Regions from separate parts of the Mus musculus genome. Here region 1 is linked to region 2. The links are chromatin contacts, called in public Hi-C maps. All regions are on one chromosome and are shown on one strand. Each heading gives the region's core, a stretch centred on a gene start, on an enhancer-like site or on the middle of the called end of the contact. The rest is flanking DNA. Distances are from core to core; before and after follow the strand shown. Region 1 has its middle 110 kb from the start of Spertl. Region 2 has its middle 94 kb from the start of Gm23324.

Region 1 (3,071 bases), core at 369-2,868, 1.2 Mb before region 2:
TACCCTCCTTTTCTCTACATACACACACACACACACACACACACACACACACACACACACACACACACACACACACACAAATACACACATGCACACTCAGAAAAACACACAAAAATGTTGTTTGATGTATGTACATGAGCACATATAATTAAGTGTGCCATACACATAGCAACATTATATCCTCCAAAATAACTCACTAACTTAATATCTTGGGAGAATATGGAATTATTTCATTCAGTATTATTTGAAACATTTTCATCAGAAAACACATGGTGGATTCCTTGAGAAATTAGTGCATAAAAAAAATCATGTTTCACCGATGACTCAATACACATTTAAAGAAAAATAATTTTCTTACAGTGAATTCACATTCAAATAGAAAGAAAATGTCATTCCTTTGCACCTGTCACTCGATGGCTTTGATTATCTTGGTGATAGAGATTGAAAATCCCAGCATAGAATCTAAGAATATAGAAAGGGCATTATAATGTTCAAATTCACTGTTTATTCAAATGTGCAACAACACATGCAATACAGTACAGTTTTATATCAGAATAAAGCAAAAGGATTATGCTCTTTAATTATGGCATTAATATCCAGATAATTGAATCTTAGTTAACGAAGTAGAGTTAAGAAATGGTATTCCTGCATTACAAACCCACAGGACTGGCAAAGAATCCAAACAGAAAATAGAGCAGAAAAGTAAATCATCTGAAAAGGGAGGATTTTAGAAATAAACAGCAATAGGATTTCACATAGTTTAAAAATATAAATGCAATTTGAGTAGCTATCCTGCAGATGTGGAAAAGCACTTTAACAAAACAAAATCTAATTTCTCCTCATTACACTACATATTTCACTCATTTCAAAGTAATTTCTGTATCGTTTTCTCTTTAGGTGCATGAGGTAACAGGACGCTAACTGTGAAACACCAAGCTTTAATGTAAAAACAAGTCTAAAGTCTGCTCTTGCCTGCACCATACTAGGGAGGTGACCTTGAGTCAGTTGCTTAACCTGTCTAGAAACTGGCAGGCTCCTGAGGCAATGAGGGCACTGCCACTTGGATTACAGTCCTTGTGACAGTTGTTGTCTTTCTTCAAGTTTTGTGTTCAAGGCAGGTTTATAACGCTAAGAAGGGAACTTTAAATCATTTTCTGTTCTTGCTTTCATAATGCCTTTGTAATTCTGGTTACAAAAAAATTATTTTTCTAAATGTCTCATGTTTTCTTCCATTTTTTAATTCATTCTTCTCTCCTACAATGCATCTCATCCACAGCTCCCCCTCTCCTCTTCCCAGCCTGGATCCACCTTCCCTCTCTCCCAGATTCACTGCTCTTCTGTTTCTCTTAAGAAAATAGCAGGGCCCCCCAGTGGTATCAAACAAACTTGGTATAAAAAATGCACTAAGAGTTGGCACAAACCATCCTATAAAGGCTTGATAAAACACCCCAGTTAGAGGGAAAAGGTCCCAGAATCAGGAAAAAGAGTCACAGAGACCCACGTTCTCACTGTTAGGAGTTAATCAAACCGACAAAGCTAAAGCATGTATGCAGACAGCCTAGCACAGACCCATGTAGACTCTACAGTTGCAGCTTCATTGTCTGTGAGGTCCTATGAGCCCTGCTTAAGTGGTTCTGTGCATCCTAGTCTGCTGTTCTCTACCACTATGGCTACTACACATATGTAAATATACTCACCAAATGTAAATAGAAGCTTACTTTGTGAAATGCCAGCTTTAACCACAAAGATGAGCATGCTTCCTCTTGTGAAAACAGAAACAAAATCTGGTTAGCATCATGTCATTTTTGTGCTTGCTAAGCTAAGTTTCTGGAGAAGTCTGACATATTTTATATGATTTTTCCCCTCTCAGACATGATTTAAACTTAATTGACAATAAGTTTCATGGCCTGGAGACATTCTAGACACTTTATGGTTGCAGCTGTATGGCTTTAACATATAGATGTTTTGAATACATGTACATAATGTTTTCTGTAACTAAGTATAAGCAAAACAATTTGAAACAATTTGGAACATGAAGTAAATCCTACTAAAGTAGGAAGTAAATATTGGCACTGTTCCAGAAAGGCTATCAGCATTGAATATCCAGTCAAAAAGAATACTGAACAACGCAATAACAATTCAAAAAAAGAAAAGATGGTAGCAATAAAAGGATCATGAGCCATAGGCATTGACAATGAATGAAACACCCTTAAAGTTCACTTCCTCAATTTTTGGTAAGATAAAAAGGATTAAATATAGCATTTTGTTCTGTAACTTTTAAAACTACCATGTAATTTTAAAATTAGATCAAAGTAAATTAAATTGCCTTACTTTGAAGTTTAAAGGCGAATTGAAGCTTTTAGCAACTCTTTTGTGCATAATTGCATGAAAACTATATACATTTCATTAGGACCTTTTTTTTACTCTTACTGCTAAAATTCCTTGGCAAATAAGAACTAAAGAAAACCTTAAAGACTCACTACAATGGAATCTGACACTCCTTTGTTTTTCCTTATGTGCTACTATATATGCTTACATGTATTACTGATAGATATAGAATGTAATATTTTACTTTAAATGACATGGGAATTTGCAATTTATTAGTAAGTCTGAATTAGACTAACTTGAATAAGCAAAGATTCAATACAATAAGATAATACAGTTTCATTAAACTTTGTTAGTTTTTAAATGAAAACCATGGATGTCATACTACAGTCTTTAGATACTGCTCACTCAGCACGACTGAACACGTGTGGACAAAATTCACAGTATTATTACTCTTTCTTTAGTAGCAAATGAACTTTAGACATAACTCGTATTTAAGTTGGGAATACTAAGTTACACAACAAATCACAGCTACCATTTTTAAACTTCTTTTTAGGTTCTCAATTTTCACACAATTTTGTTGTACATATTTAGCTTATTTCATGCTCATATCTTCCTACCTCCCTCTTCTCACGTTTCATTTCATTTGTCTCCTTTGTGTCTTTAGACTGTATTGCTTCAATTCTCATCACACACATTTCTACAGACATGCACGCACATGAACACACAGACACATGCATGCACAC
Region 2 (3,146 bases), core at 330-2,829:
TGAGTTTGTATAATTTTTTGTCATTTCTTTCTTTTTTTTTCTTTTTTAGAATATGCTTTAATCCATGGTGTTCAGATAAGATACAAGGTGTTGTTTCAATCTTATTTTGATTCTGAAATTTTGCTTTGTGTCCAGTAACTGGATCAGTGTTGTAGAAAGTTTTATGGCCTTCTGATCCGGAAGCTTATTCTCTAGCATTTGTGTGGAATTCTCTATAGACATGTCTTAGGTTCACTTCATGTATGGCATGATTTAACTTCAGTATTTCTGTTTATTTCTGTCTGGATGTCTGATCTATAGGTAAGATTGAGATACTGAAGCCCCTTGCCATTGCTGTTTTAAGATCAATTTTATTTAAACTATAGTGGTAATTCTTCTATACACTGGGTTGCCCTTGCTTATGATGTACAAATGTTTAAAGTTGTAATATATTCTTAATAAATTATCTTTTGTAATAAGTATGTAGTAGCCTTCTCCTCTGTGGATTAGGGTTTTTTTTTTTCTTTTTTTCCTTTTTGAAACCTGTTTTGTTAGATACTACAATATCTATAAGTTGCTTCTTGATTTCTTTTTCTTCTTTTGTTTTCTTTCTTCCTTCCTTTCTTTTTTTCTTTCTTTTCTCATTCTCTCCTTTCTTTTGACTTAAGGCAACATCATTCCTTGTCAGTGAGTTTTATTCCTAGGATGCAGCAAAACGATGTCTCTGATGCGAATATTCTTTCCTTCCCTTGGAGAAACTAAGCAATGTCTACTCCTGCTCTCAATCTTACAATGGCAGATTAAGGGATAATTCCACCAAAGTTCATGCTGGGGAACCAATGAATTTACTTCACTTCCTTACAGAGCCTAGATGAGGAGTTAGATAGATTTCGGTATTCTTTCCCCGAACCTGCTACACCTAGAAAGTGTTATCAACTAGAGCTTCTCCATTCCCACATAACAGACTCCCTGCTCTCTGTCTACTCTAATCCCTCCCCTAGGCCAGGGGCAGAGTTCCCACATGAAAAGGCAAAGTGGCCATATTCTGACCATCCATATGGGAAGGTCCAATGTAAACATGCCATCTGGGATTATCTTCTGCAGGCAGATTTGATATAGAAGAGCTAATTTCTTCAAGATAGAAGTTGTATGGCTCAGAGGACAGTCACTCGTGACCATCTTTGAATGAGTAGCATTCAGTCTCATGTAATATTAAACATGATGTGGGTGCAGAATTCTTTACATGGGTCGTATAAGTTTTGATCCCAATACAAGTACACATTCCATCAAAGCTTAACAAGAGTTCATAATAAGGTGTTCCTCTCAGGTCCAAAAATAATAAATCAATATATTTTTAAAGGCATTACCTGTCCTTAACTCTTTCTCAGATTATGTACTAATCAACTTTCTGTTACTTTTTGTCCTTCGAGGAACCAGAACAAATAAATTGAATGGCTCTCTTGGTACCCCGGAAAAGCTGAACTTATTACAGCTCTTACAAAGAAGGAAAGAAGTTCTCGAAGCCTTTGTGGGGCAGGTAGCCAAGATCTCACTCCCTCTGCAATGCCAGTTCCAACGGCAGGGGCAACATGGGCCGCAACAATGGTGTGCGACCTTAGAGAACATAAGATGACCGCTGAAAGTCCTTTCCAGGATAGCACCCTGGGGACTTTCCACTAGAAGGTTGTGATGAACACTTCCTTCCCCAAATGACCCAGCAAAACAAGCTTTACAAGGAAGCCCTGACCACAATGCAGGTGCAGATAACGACCAAAAGTGTTTCAGTTCCCTCTTCTGGTGACTAAGACCTCACCTCACCTGGAGCCACAAATGCTGAGAAAGATCAGTTCGGGCCACCACTGGGCTTAAACCAACGGTATGGGGGACTTTTGGGATAGCATTGGAAATGTAATTGAGGAAAATATGTAATAAAAAAAAGTGTGTGCTTATTATCTTCGGGGTCACCTCTTCCCCAATTGTAGGACAGCCCCAGAGCACACTGGATCAATAAACCTCTTGCTTGTTGCATGGATCTCCTTCTCTGTGTTTCTGACAGTGGGACATTCTTGATGAAAGACTCTTCTGGTCTTAAAATGGCAGCGACAGGGGCAGCTAAACAGTGAGCATAGCCTGTCAGGCAGGTCCAAGATCCAGTGATAAATGCGTTGGACAAAAGAGAACTCTTCCCATGTGTTACAGCTCAGTAAAAGAGTCACTCTCAGAGGATTTTTTTGTGAAATATCTTGTATACTGTATACTTTATTCCACGTGGACAAGAATTTTAAAAACATCGAGGAGTGGGTGGTGGCGGTGATGGTCTTGGTGCAGGGATCGATGTTTCTTAGTGGCACAATTTGAGATGTTTGTAGTGCTCTATTTGCATGGAAAAGGATGCCAGATGTTTTTGGTACCTGACTGATTGTCAAGGTCCTCTCAGCAGGGTGTCATGGCTACCCCTTGGAAAGCATGCATCCAAGGAGTGTTTCCTCTCCCTGTATTCTCATTTCTGAGATTCACAGGGGTCTGAGCTCACTCAGTCTGATCAGTTCTTCTGTCTGGTGGCATGGTCCACTTGCCCCACATTTTCTGTGAAAAATATTCATAAAATTACTATAATGGAAAGAAGATTTGTTTGGGAACACTGTTGGGGTCCAGATGTTTTAGTCAGGGTCACTTCTATCTGGAACAATATGAAATAGATCATGACCTTAGATAGATCTTAGGAAGAAACAGAGTCTCTGCTCTCATGGCCCCGGGAACAGATGCATTGAAAAAGATGCTTACAGTCAGCTATTAGATGGAACTCAGGGACCCCAATGGAGGAGCTAGAGAAAGTACCCAAGGAGCTGAAGGGGTCTGCAACCCTATAAGTGGAACAACAATATGAACTAACCAGTATCCCTGGAGCTCATGTCTCCAGCTGCATATGTATCAGAAGATGGCCTAGTCAGCCATCATTGGAAAGAGTGGCCCATTGGACACACAAACTTTATATGCCCCAGTACAGGGGAACGCCAGGGCCAAAAAGGGGGAGTGGGTAGGTAGGGGAGCAGGGTGGGGGAGGGGAGAGGGAACTTTCATTATAAGCATTTGAAATGTAAATAAAGAAAATATCTAATAAAAAAGAATGAAAAGAAACAAAAAAGAAAAATCCAGTATAACAGTAT

The links. A called contact is a pair of places that touch in the nucleus more often than the background predicts.
Region 1: a Hi-C map of the 63-12 cell line shows a contact between it and region 2, with 5 times the contacts expected there. The contact joins two enhancer-like sites. A contact is called at or near these places in 1 of 39 promoter capture datasets (the C10 cell line), 1 of 15 datasets of contacts at CTCF or cohesin (pro-B cells), 3 of 484 Hi-C or Micro-C datasets (the 63-12 cell line, the C10 cell line and large pre-B cells) and 2 of 115 datasets of contacts at active chromatin or transcription factors (the 230-238 cell line and large pre-B cells).

Annotation. Positions count from the first base shown.
Region 1 is chr14:95,774,513-95,777,583 of GRCm38.p6, reverse strand. No RefSeq gene overlaps it. Among named protein-coding and RNA genes, the nearest start is that of Spertl, 110 kb to the left of the region's middle. Within about 2 kb of position 1,618, at least 2 of the 459 cell types and tissues checked have an H3K27ac peak or open chromatin away from gene starts, as enhancers often do. A contact at or near this core is called in the 63-12 cell line, where this site is marked.
Region 2 is chr14:94,540,729-94,543,874 of GRCm38.p6, reverse strand. No RefSeq gene overlaps it. Among named protein-coding and RNA genes, the nearest start is that of Gm23324, 94 kb to the right of the region's middle. Within about 2 kb of position 1,579, at least 14 of the 459 cell types and tissues checked have an H3K27ac peak or open chromatin away from gene starts, as enhancers often do. A contact at or near this core is called in the 63-12 cell line, where this site is marked.